Linked DNA regions of Anas platyrhynchos: region 2 is linked to region 1. The links are chromatin contacts, called in public Hi-C maps. All regions are on one chromosome and are shown on one strand. Each heading gives the region's core, a stretch centred on a gene start, on an enhancer-like site or on the middle of the called end of the contact. The rest is flanking DNA. Distances are from core to core; before and after follow the strand shown. Region 1 holds the start of FOXO1 (forkhead box O1). Region 2 overlaps FOXO1 (forkhead box O1).

Region 1 (5,186 bases), core at 1,890-4,389:
CTCTGGGGCACGGTCACTGTTGAATCCAGGTGGGCTGCAGCCCTTCTGGGGTCAGCAGTGTCTCCTGCCCATCACTTCTGGCTTGCACTGGTCCACCAGCCACTGACGGAGCCTTGAAAATCCTGGGAATTTCAGGGGAATTAGTGGTTACACATTTTTCACATGCTACAAAATGTGCTATAAAATCAGCCACTGATGAGAGAGGGGGGAGGAAAAGGAAGGTGCTGAGCTCCCCAATCCTTTGTCTGAAAGCCATCTTTCTCCCAACATAACAGCTCGTGTGATACCAGGCACAAAAATGACACTTCATCACGGCTTTTTGTTCTGTTAAAATGTCTGTGCTCTCTCTCTGTGCACATACATGTAGAGAAGGGAGCTGTACACAGATCATGAGTCTCGCAACTTCATGTAATCTCCTGCTGAATGTGATCAAAACCTCAGAAGGTGAATTATACATACAGTAGTAAAAAGACAGTGCAGATCCTTTATTTTGGCTGCCTCGAACCCAGAATATGAATAAGAGGCTATGCTTTTTTCCACTGATGATAAAAGGCAATCTTCAGGTCTTTCATTTGAAAAAATACAAGTTGATGCTAAGGATGATAGGAGAAATTGCATTGTAGAGGAGTAGAAAATGGGAGCAGGAGTAGGAGGAGAGAAATGAAAAGGTGGAGTGTAGGAGGAGGGCCGTGGGAGTACAAAATGAATTGTGGTGCATCCATCAGCATTTAGGCATTGTGGGAGATGAGATAAACTTAACGCTGTCATTTGTAGATGCAGTAAAATTTCTTGCACTGAGCCAGCGCCGTGCTGAGCTGTTTTGGAAGGAGGAAGCTCCCCTCCAGCAGCCAAATGGGACATTTGGTTTGTGGCAGGGTTTCCAGCGGGTGGTCAGCTGGGGACACAAAACCCCCTGCAATGCTCATCTTGCAGAACGAAACCTGCCACACTGTGAATCGCTCGGCCTGGCTTGCTGAGCAAAGGCAGCGATGTGAACGCTCTGCCTTTATTGCTCCTCACCTTGCCGGCCCTCACCTCTCACTGCAGGCTGTTTTCTAACTGTATTTACTGCTGCAAGCAGGCGTGGGACCTGTGGCACAAGCGAGGGCCCTTCTGAGAAGGGGAGGTGAGCAATGGCAACGTGATGCAGGGCCAAGAGGGAGCAAGGCAGTGCTTGCCCTGCACGAGGATGCTGAGCTGAGGACACTCCAGGGCTCACTGAAAGCCCATCACAGCAGCTTTCTTCCTGCTTGGCCCAGTTGGTGTCTTAGGAAAGCTATTTTTTTTCAACATCTGTGTATACCAATAGAGGTCAGGGAATAACAGCTAGATTTATGGCCAGAGGAAAAAAAAAAAAAAAAAGAAAAGAAAAAAAAAGGAAAGAAAGAAAGAAAGAAAGAAAGAAAGAAAGAAAGAAAGAAAGAAAGAAAGAAAGAAAGAAAGAAAGAAAGAAAGAAAGAAAAAAAAAAGCAATAAGCACAAGACCTAAAAAAAATCCTTTGAAGAAAGCCTGATTACAAATCCATTTCCTTCAGCAGGATGGGTGCCAGCCTGGCTCCTAGATTTTATTTTATTTTTTCAGATGCCAATGGCAGGAAAGTAAGAGAAAATGTTTCAGTACTCCTGGGCACTTCTTTTGCTTTGGCTCCCTTTTGAAGGTGCCTGATTGCCACATGCCATGGCTTCCCCTCATGCACACCTGCATCCTGTGGTCCCTGCTGCTCCTCATCACCGGGGTGCTCGCCTGGGCTGCAGGGCGACCGCAGTGGTGCTGGATAACGCTGCGGGACGAAGCTGTTCCTAGCTGAAACGTGGCATGCATGTTATTAGGTCGATCAGGAACTATTTTGCTATTAAAAATATATATATATATATATATATACATATAATTGCTATTACTATTTTTAAATCTCTGGGCTAAGCGATACAGACTTGTGGGCTGAATCCTCCATAGGGCTCGGACAATGTAGAAGCAGCTTTAAAGCCACGCAGCTCTGAGAACTGCCACGCAGCCAGCCTGTAATAACCAGGTTTGGCATCTGGGGAAAGAAACATGGCAAAAAAAGATGTTTTCAGATTCGATCGGTTACTCCACACATGTGCATGCGTGCGCTGAGTACATAGCTGGGTGTCATCACGTGCCTTAAGAAGCGTTTTCATAACAGTGCGTGCATGCAGACGTACGACCTGGCACTGAGTTGCACGCTGTGGGCCTACGTCCAGTTTCGTCCTCTCCCTCCTAGTGATTTTTTGGAAAAATATTGGTAGAGGCACAACGGGCTGCAGTTAAATAACACTTCCACTCGCTGCCTTGGTTCGGGGGGATGAGGAACGGGCCCTGGACGGGGACACCGAGTGCCATGGTGCGGTTTTTGGGGCTCCCCCAGCCTGTTGATAAAAGCCCTCTGCTACCGAAAACAAGGCAGATTTTCTACTGGGTTTGCCAGTTTGAGGAGAGGACTCGCATCCCTGAGCTGGCTTGTCCAGGTTGAGGGAACGTCTCAATTTCAATGGAAAACTTCTGTGTCGCCTCGGACGCACCTCTGGGCGCTTCGGGGCTGGGCAGAGGGGGGCAGCACGTCGCGGGGGCTCGTCCCGGACCCTGTACCGCTTTGGGGAGGGGGTACGAGCTTTGGGGAGGAGGGTGCGGACTGGGTTCCCCTGGAGGGAAATGAGTACGGGGCAGGAATGAGCCGCAGCCCGTCAAACCTTCGCGTGAGCCCACCCCGAAGCTCCGGCAGCCGCCCCGGGAGCGCGTCCAGCCCGGGGCTGCCCTGCGGGGACAGGGCCGGGGGGGCCGCGGCCACAGGAGGGGCGAGGGTCCCCTGGGGAGCCGTCCTGGGGACTTTCCCCGCACCAATCGCCCCCCCTCGGGCTCCGCACCTCGCCGGGACGGCACCGACTGCCGCCCCCTTCTCGAGCCGAAGGGCTCTCGCTCCCCGTCGAGGGGAGGGACCCCAAAATAAGCCCAAAACAGCCCCAAAACACACGCAAACACACACACGGAGCCCCCCCCCGGGAGCAGCCCGGGGGCACCGGCACCCTCCCGCCCCGCGGCGGGGGGCGGCGCGGCGCTGCCATTGGCGAGGCTCGGGCCGGTCCCTCCCCGCCGGGAGGAGGAGGAGGAGGAGGAGAGGAGGAGGAGGAGGAAGGCTGGAGGCGGGCCCGCGCGGGGCGGTCGCTCCAGTCGGTCGCTGCCGCCGCCGAGGAGCCGGGCAGGGCGGCGGGGCCGGAGCCGCGCCGGGAGTCGGCGGCAGCGCCGTCGGGGCAGCGCCGGGAGCCTGCATGGGGCGCTGAGCCGCCCCCACCCCAAAAATCCGCCCCCGACAACCCCAAAAGCCTCCGCCGAGCTCCCCCCTCCCGCTACCGGCCCCGCCATGGCCGAGGCTCCGCAGCTGGTGGACATCGACCCCGACTTCGAGCCGCTGCCGCGGCCCCGCTCCTGCACCTGGCCCCTGCCGCGGCCGGACTTCAACCCCCCCAGCTCGGCCACCTCCAGCCCGGCTCCGTCCTGCGGCGGGGCAGGAGCAGGAGGAGCAGGAGCAGGAGCAGGAGGAGGAGGAGGAGGAGGAGGTGGTGGGGGGCAGCCCGAGGGGGCGGCCGGCACCGCCGCAGCCGTCGCTGCCGCCGCCGCCGCCGCTGCCGCCGCCGCCTCGGGGGCGCTGGGCGCCGACTTCATCAGCAACCTCAGCCTGCTGGAGGAGAGCGAGGACTTCGGGCCGCTGCCCCCCGCCGGTCCCCCGGAGGCTGCCGCCTGCCGCTGCGGGGACTTCCCGGCGCCCGAGGCCGGCTGCCGCCTCCACCCGCCGGGGCCGGTGCCTCCGGTGCCTCCGGTGCCCCCCGCGGCCGTGGCCGGGCTGTCGCCGGGTCCCGTGGCCGGGCAGCCCCGCAAGAGCAGCTCGTCCCGCCGCAACGCCTGGGGCAACCTGTCCTACGCCGACCTCATCACCAAGGCCATCGAGAGCTCCCCCGAGAAGCGGCTCACCCTCTCGCAGATCTACGAGTGGATGGTCAAGAGCGTCCCTTACTTCAAGGACAAGGGAGACAGCAACAGCTCGGCCGGCTGGAAGGTGAGGGGAGGGCTGGGGGCACCGCCGGGACCCCCCCCCCCCCGAGGGGCTGGGGGGCTGCGGGGTGCTCGGCGCCGCACACGCCGGCTGCGCTGCCCGCTTTGCAGCGTGCGTGTGCCTTTCGCATCTTATTTCATGTTTCCCCCCTCTTGTTTTAATTTATTTGATCGTATTTCATCTTATTCTACCCTAACGCGTTTTATTTCATCTTATTCTTGTTTTATTTCGTCTGATTTTATTTACTTTTACTTATTTCATTTCGTCTCGTCTCGTTCCGTTTCACTTTTATCCCGCTCCGTTTCACTTTATCCCACCGCGCTTCATTTATTTTATTCCCAAAAGGAAGAGAAAAAAAAAAAAAAAAAAGAGCCGCTGAGCCGCTTCTGCCCTACCCCCGCAGGGCTCAGCCGGGACCGGGAGCGGAACGGGGGGGGGCCGGGGCTCGCCTCTCTCCGCCTTCCCCCCCCTCCGCCCTGCCCCGCCGAAAGCAAAAGTTCACGCCGTGTCACGGCGCCGGCCCCGGGCACAGAGGATGGATTTTGGGGGATTTTGGGGGCTGCCAGTGTTGAGTCCCCCCCGTGCGGCGGGGTGCGAGGGGCGCTGCTCGCCCCCGGGACCGCCCGGCACCACTGGGGGGGGGACCCGGGGAGCTGGGACAGAGGCAAACGGGGCAGGGGAAGGAGAAGGGGCAGGACAAGGGTTGCAGAAACACCGTGCGTTTAATGAGTAAGCTGGCTTTGCCTGGGTGGCTGCGCTGAAGTCGGCGTGCGGGAGCGGCTTTCACATTAATTTGTGGGGTTTTGTGCGCTCCCGGGGCAGGGAGGACCGGTGGTGAGGAACCTGTTGGGCTGGGGGGGGTTCAGCGCTGCCCAGCTCTGCATGGACTGGGCACCCACCGTGGTGGTGTCCACCCCCATCCCCGTGTCACCCCCATCCCCGTGTCACCCCCATCCCCGTGTCACCCCCATCCCCGTGTCACCACCCCCAGCCCCTCTTCTCCCCAGCCCCTACCCCAAATCCACCCACAACAGACCCAGAGCGCCCGCTTTTTCGGCACCCCGTTGTTGCGTGAGAGCGCTGTCAGAGCGAGCTCCCGCTGCCTGCACGAAGGCACAG
Region 2 (5,766 bases), core at 2,810-5,309, 55 kb after region 1:
TGTCTATGAACAGGAAGCCTCGTATTTGTCAAACACTTGTCTTTGTCTGTCTGTCCTAACAGCAGTCTTAAAGCTTCAGTTTTGCAATGGCAATATTGGGATTTGTCTAGATCACAAAATACGTAGTCACCCCTGCTAGCTTTGCATTATTTTTTTCATCTGATACCCATGTCTTCCCTTATTTTCTACTATTCACAGCTTTTATTTTATCCTGGTGGTTATTTGCTTTTATGTTTTTATATTACTGTGTTGCTTTCTTAATGTTGCCTTTCTTTTACCCGTTTCATACCTGCAATTGGTAGTTTTTAGACAAACCTCTTATCTGTCTTGGCTTCACAGATGATTTTGCCAGAGATGGAGGAAGTTCCATTTTACAACCCCCTTTTAAATATCCCTCAGTTTTCATACGCATTTTCGTCTGTTGTTTTTCCTAATCAGTGTCACTTGGTTTCCTCATCTTTGAAATGCTAACAAATGTTTCTATTTTCAGTGCGTGCTATGTTGGTATTGTATCATGCCTGTAGTGTGGTTATTATAGAAATAAATGTATTTATAAGACACAGAGTACAGAAGGGTGGTCATGAGAAGTTTGGGTTGGGGGTCATTTCAATTGGAGCAGTCTCCAGGTGCATGCTAGCCTTGTATGTATGCTTCTTATTTTATGTATTACACAGTTCATGGGTTTTATACTCATCCTTTCTAAATGGTCGTGTAGAGAAAGTAGGCAGGTGTTGCCATTTTATTAGAAACGTCCAAACTGCTATTATGGAAAAGTGCTTTAAATGAGTCTGCCTAGAATGAAGATTAATAATGTATCTGGGAGTCGTGGTTGGGAATTACTCAAATACGTGTCAGTAGAGCTGCTGGTTCTGACATGTACGCGTGCATAGCCAAGTCCCTTAAACATCCCTGTCTGGAGCTGTGCGTGTATTTTGTTACTACATATTATGTTTCAGAGGAGAAAGCTCCAGTGGTTGTGAAATCCCCTCCAGTCCCTGGTGCCACGTGGGGCAATGGGATGCAACCTGGAGGATGGCCAACCCTTCTACAGCTGTGGAAAGGAAATGCAATAGGGTATAAATCTGTGGACTTAACTGCAGAAGGAGCAGGACTTAGATTAACACCAATGAAATGGGGGCACAATAGGCCTCCTCTGTCCGTGTATAGTGATCGTACACTGGTAATATACAATCTGTTACATTCTTGTACATTCACGGAAGGAACAAGGGATTGATGAAATCTCATCAAACGAAACGGTCTGTGAAAGTACCTCCATGTTCAGAGATGATGTTTCATGGGTGGTGCTCTGGGAAAGACTCTCGCTATTGCTACCATCAGTAATGAAAAGCCCAGAGATACAGTATGAGGTCCCCGTAGGAGGGTTGAAGTATTTCTGCAGCTTTTCCAGCTGAAACTTCTTAGCCACGTAACAGCGCAGGATAAAAATGAAGTCAAACAAAGGCACCCCCCTAAGAACAAAGGACCTAAAAAAGCATGACCTGTTTGGGAGGAAATCCTGCCTTTCCACCTTCATGCAGCTGCAGGTGGCAAATTGCCAGCCTCTTCTAAATACGACTGTTTGACCTGAGGGTAAGTGACATGCTTTCTGTCCGTGCTCTTATCAGACAACCGAGAAGGTTTCTGAGCCATAAGGAAAGAATGCAGCAATTGGGTGGCAAAGATAGCTATTCCATTAGCAACTGAAACCTCTGACACTGCAGCCAGATGTGTGGTCATGTTGGTGAACACTGTGGTATCAGGAACCCTCTTGAGAGAGAAATATGGCCTAAGGCTCTTTTATGAACAAGTGTGCTATCATTTGACCAAACATTTTTGGGTGTCAAACTCCAGCTCTGAGCCAAGCCCAAGCACGATATGCAGTATCTGCCTCTGAACTTCTCATATCTCATAGTTAAGACAAAGAGCCTGCCTTAGAGCAGACTGTCATGCCTAAAGAAATCTTGCTACATCTGGAGTTTACAATGTGCTCTTCCCTCCTTTGTCTCCTCACCATGCCCCTGCAAACTTGGCAAGATGGCTGGAAGGCACAGCAAAGTGGGTGCAGCATAACTATTCCAAGCAGACTTGTCTATTTTGCCAGGCATGGTCTAAATCAGCCTTGAACAGATGCCACGTGGTGCCACTTGCCATGGTTAGCCCCTGCTGCTGTCTGGTTGTTCATGCTGAAGGAGCCCTGAGCATGTCCTGACAGTCCTTTGCATACTTTCCTGGGAGTTTTTTTTTTATGACTTATTTGTAGAGTGGCTGAGGCTCCAAGAGGAAGGTGATTTGAACATCTGGAACTGCTGAAGAGTTCCAAGACACAGACCTTGAGAGGTGCGTCTGATGTACTCTGTGACAGCATATGGAAATCCTGAGGTCTCCCTTTTGCTTTAGTGCTCTTTCCACAGAGGGACTCTGTTGCTTCTGCTTCCTTCTGTAAGATGTCAGTAATGTTGGTCACTGACACGTATCAGCCAACAGTGTTCATGGCATGCACCTCTCAATGGTGATGATGCTAATTGATGAGTCGATGAACTTCCATCCTACCAGTCCTCAAGCCTGACTTTCTTACCAGGCATGTTCCTGTTGCAATATTCTCTAACTCTTAATTAAAATAAATAAGCAATCTCCTGCTCCACCTCATTTTTCCCCCTTCATTTACAGTTATCTGAGAGGGTCATAGCAAAAGCAGTCTTGAAGTGTCATATTTACTGACAGTTCCTCTTCATGTTCCAAATCTGTTTCAGATCTTGTTTGGAGAAATATGATAGTTACATTCAGGTACTGCCCCCAACCTGCATTTGCAGCCATTTCAGTTGATGGCAGTGCAAACTGACTAGCAGCATGTGTAGACCATCCTCTTGAATAAGGCATAGGAAGCAGTGGACTGCTGAAATGTCTTCTGAGTGAAAAATTGGTAGGCAACTGGGGCAGTTGATTTTAATACAAATACTTGACCTGTGTATTGCGGATGCAGTATTCCTCTTACCTTACTGTCTCCCACTTCATTACAACTGCATCTTCCTCCAGAGGTCAAGTCTTTCTGCCTCTGTTGACAGTTACTGATGAATATATTTTCCGAGATGCTCTGGTGTGCTTTATTGCAATAACATGAGTATCTGCAGCTTGGTAGCAGATCTGTGATACAAGATTGTTTTTGTAAAAAATACCAACCGTTGCATCCATTCCTTGCTCTCCCTTTTTTGGTGGCCATCACAGCACTGTAGCTGAACAGGGAGTGAAGGAAGCTCAGTATGGACCTTAATGGGAAATTACAACACATGAGTCTCACAGCTCCCTGGACATTGACAGATCCACAGTCTGATCCTGGAAAAGTCTGCACTGAGCCTGGGCTATTGGTGAGGTTGGCAGTAGGGTTATACAGGAGCTCTTGCTCTGCTTCCCTCTCCTGTGCATACTCCAAGGAATGCAGTGGACAAAAGATGGCCAGTGTGACTCTCTGGGCTCTCTTTAAGTAAAAGCCTACAATGTTGTCAAGTTCAATAAAGCAACTGTGTTTTCAAGTGTTTCTTCTTAGTAAGACACCAAACCAATTAAAAAAAGAAAATATACTTCAATTTAAAGAGGGATATGACTTTTTCAGCAGTTAGTCAGGGTAACCTTAGGTTGCATGTTTTAATATAGGTACCTCATGAGTTTAAATACAGTACTAGACATCAGCATTGCTACTGGCACCCAGGGATTAAATGTCTCAGACTTTTATTGTTTTAAAATATAAAGCAGTTTGAGTTTATTTGTTGTTTAGAAGAACAAGCTGGGTGTTCTTGCTTACAGTGTGGTTCAGCTTCAAGAAATGTTGGAAGAGCAGATGAACGATATAAATGTGTATATTCAAATGAATCATTTTCTTGGCCTCATTAGTTTTATTAGCTGGTATGTGCTCATTACACTACATTTAGCAAATATTGGTTTTGCATATTTTGGCTCTTAATCAGCAAGGAATGATAATCATATCCATAGCTGATAGTCATTCTGCTGAAGAAGTATGACTGAAGTATGAAGTATGTGATGAAGTTTGAAGGCCAAACAGGAGCAGAGGCTTCCAGAGCTTCGTCTCAAACACACAAACTCAGTCCCAGGAAACACCCCACAGGTGGCAGCAGTCCTGCTGGAGTCATAACGTGGGTCTGATAAAATTCCAGCGGGGATGCTTTCGGAATGACCTGGCATGCATTGCCGGTGCACGGAAACCTGGCTGGAGATGCAGCCAATTGCTTTCTGTATCCTTCAGGTGGGATTTGAGAGACTTTGCTTCAAAGTCCTGCCGAAAGCCGCGGTCTGAAGCGTCTTGCAGCGTGCTGAGGCGGCAGGGCTGCGGCTGGCGGTGCCGCTCCTCCGGCTGCCAAGATCCACTGCTGAAACTATACTTTTTTATCAGGTCATGTTTGCGTCTGGCAAAGATTTGTAGACACAACATCATTAACAGCAGTGCATATTTTCACAAGATTTACCTCTTCAACACTTTTTTCCAAGTTAGTAAATCATAGCTTCTTTAATGTCCTGCTGGCTGCGTGAAAAACAGGAATTTATGTAACAAGCTCTGGGCCGCAAACCTTTTCCTGTTAGGAAAATTTTTTTTTTCATTGTTGGCAGTGTTAGGAGACAGCTCTGTTACTCAAAGAGCGACCTCAGATGTCCTCAGTACAATAATACCAGATTATGATATTTTTGATGACTAAGGAATAGCAGTAATTTCTTAAATATTTAACACTTCTTTTGCAGAGGAGAGGGAGCTGAGCACTAGCATGGGATTTTCTCTGCCTGATGTTTTGCATGTTCGATATGCTTATTTTGATAGTAAACAGTAAGCCTGAGCCAACTGGGTATGTTTACAAAATACAATAAAAAAATGAACTGGCGCAGGAGGTTTTTTAATCAACAGACGTGCAGAACAACTTTCTTGCGACATTGCTAAATCTGGAATTGTGTCAGCCTTTAATTCAGCTGTGGCCCTACAGTGAAAACAAAGGGCTGGCGGGGCTGGCTCCCAACCCTCCCTGGCCCTTACAACCACAGCCACGGGCAGGTCCAGAGACGGATTTTGGGGCTTACCCTCCTGACACGGCGCTAACACTGCATTACAAAGACGTCAGGTGGTGGTGGAAGGCGGATGCTTGCCTTGAGCCCTGCAAGTCACTGAGCATTCGCAAGCCTAAAGCTATGCAGAGGCGAGCCCCAGATGATATTTTTACAGGGCCACATGTGGTGAAAATAAAATTTCAAGGCCTTCCCTAATGCCCTGTCGCTAGATAGAAGATGAGTTTTTGATTGCAGGGTTAGCAGTGAAGAGACACGGTCCTGTGGCAATTAGTTAATATCAGAGAGATTGGCTTCCTTTCAAAATTAAATGAGGAAATGCTGAAATCGTCACTGGTGTTGATTTAACTGGGATAATTTGTTAAAGATGGTTCTCTGGATTGAAAGGAGAGGTTGGAAAGGCTTCTGAAGTTAGGCAGATGCTTTGACTCCCTGCTGTGCTGGTTGAACCGCGCTCTGCCACGAGGCTGTTTTCCCCCATCTTCTGCTGTCCAGGAGAGCTTTGTGACCCGTTTGGTGTGAGGCTGTGCTCTTGTCGGGGTATTCTCAGGGTACTGCTGCATATAAGGTGTTACAGTCCTGCTTCTTACAGACTTCTTGCTGCCTTCATATGCTGAAGGTCTCCTCTTTGACCTCAGAGTAAGCTTTCCCGTTGAGCTCTGCAGATGGCCAGGCCTGCTTTGGCCGATTGAGCTTCCACAGTCC

What was found. A called contact is a pair of places that touch in the nucleus more often than the background predicts.
Region 2: a Hi-C map of subcutaneous adipose tissue shows a contact between it and region 1, with 1.9 times the contacts expected there. The contact joins the enhancer-like site here to the promoter of FOXO1 in region 1. A contact is called at or near these places in 4 of 8 Hi-C or Micro-C datasets (liver, skeletal muscle and subcutaneous adipose tissue).

What each region holds. Positions count from the first base shown.
Region 1 is chr1:179,884,662-179,889,847 of IASCAAS_PekinDuck_T2T, forward strand. It overlaps FOXO1 (forkhead box O1), which reads left to right and starts at 3,140. Exons shown (of 3, transcript XM_005014856.6): 1 at 3,140-4,070. The coding sequence starts at 3,378.
Region 2 is chr1:179,939,067-179,944,832 of IASCAAS_PekinDuck_T2T, forward strand. All of the region lies in intron 1 of FOXO1 (forkhead box O1), which reads left to right. Among named protein-coding and RNA genes, the nearest start is that of FOXO1, 54 kb to the left of the region's middle. Within about 2 kb of position 4,060, at least 5 of the 8 cell types and tissues checked have an H3K27ac peak or open chromatin away from gene starts, as enhancers often do. A contact at or near this core is called in subcutaneous adipose tissue, where this site is marked.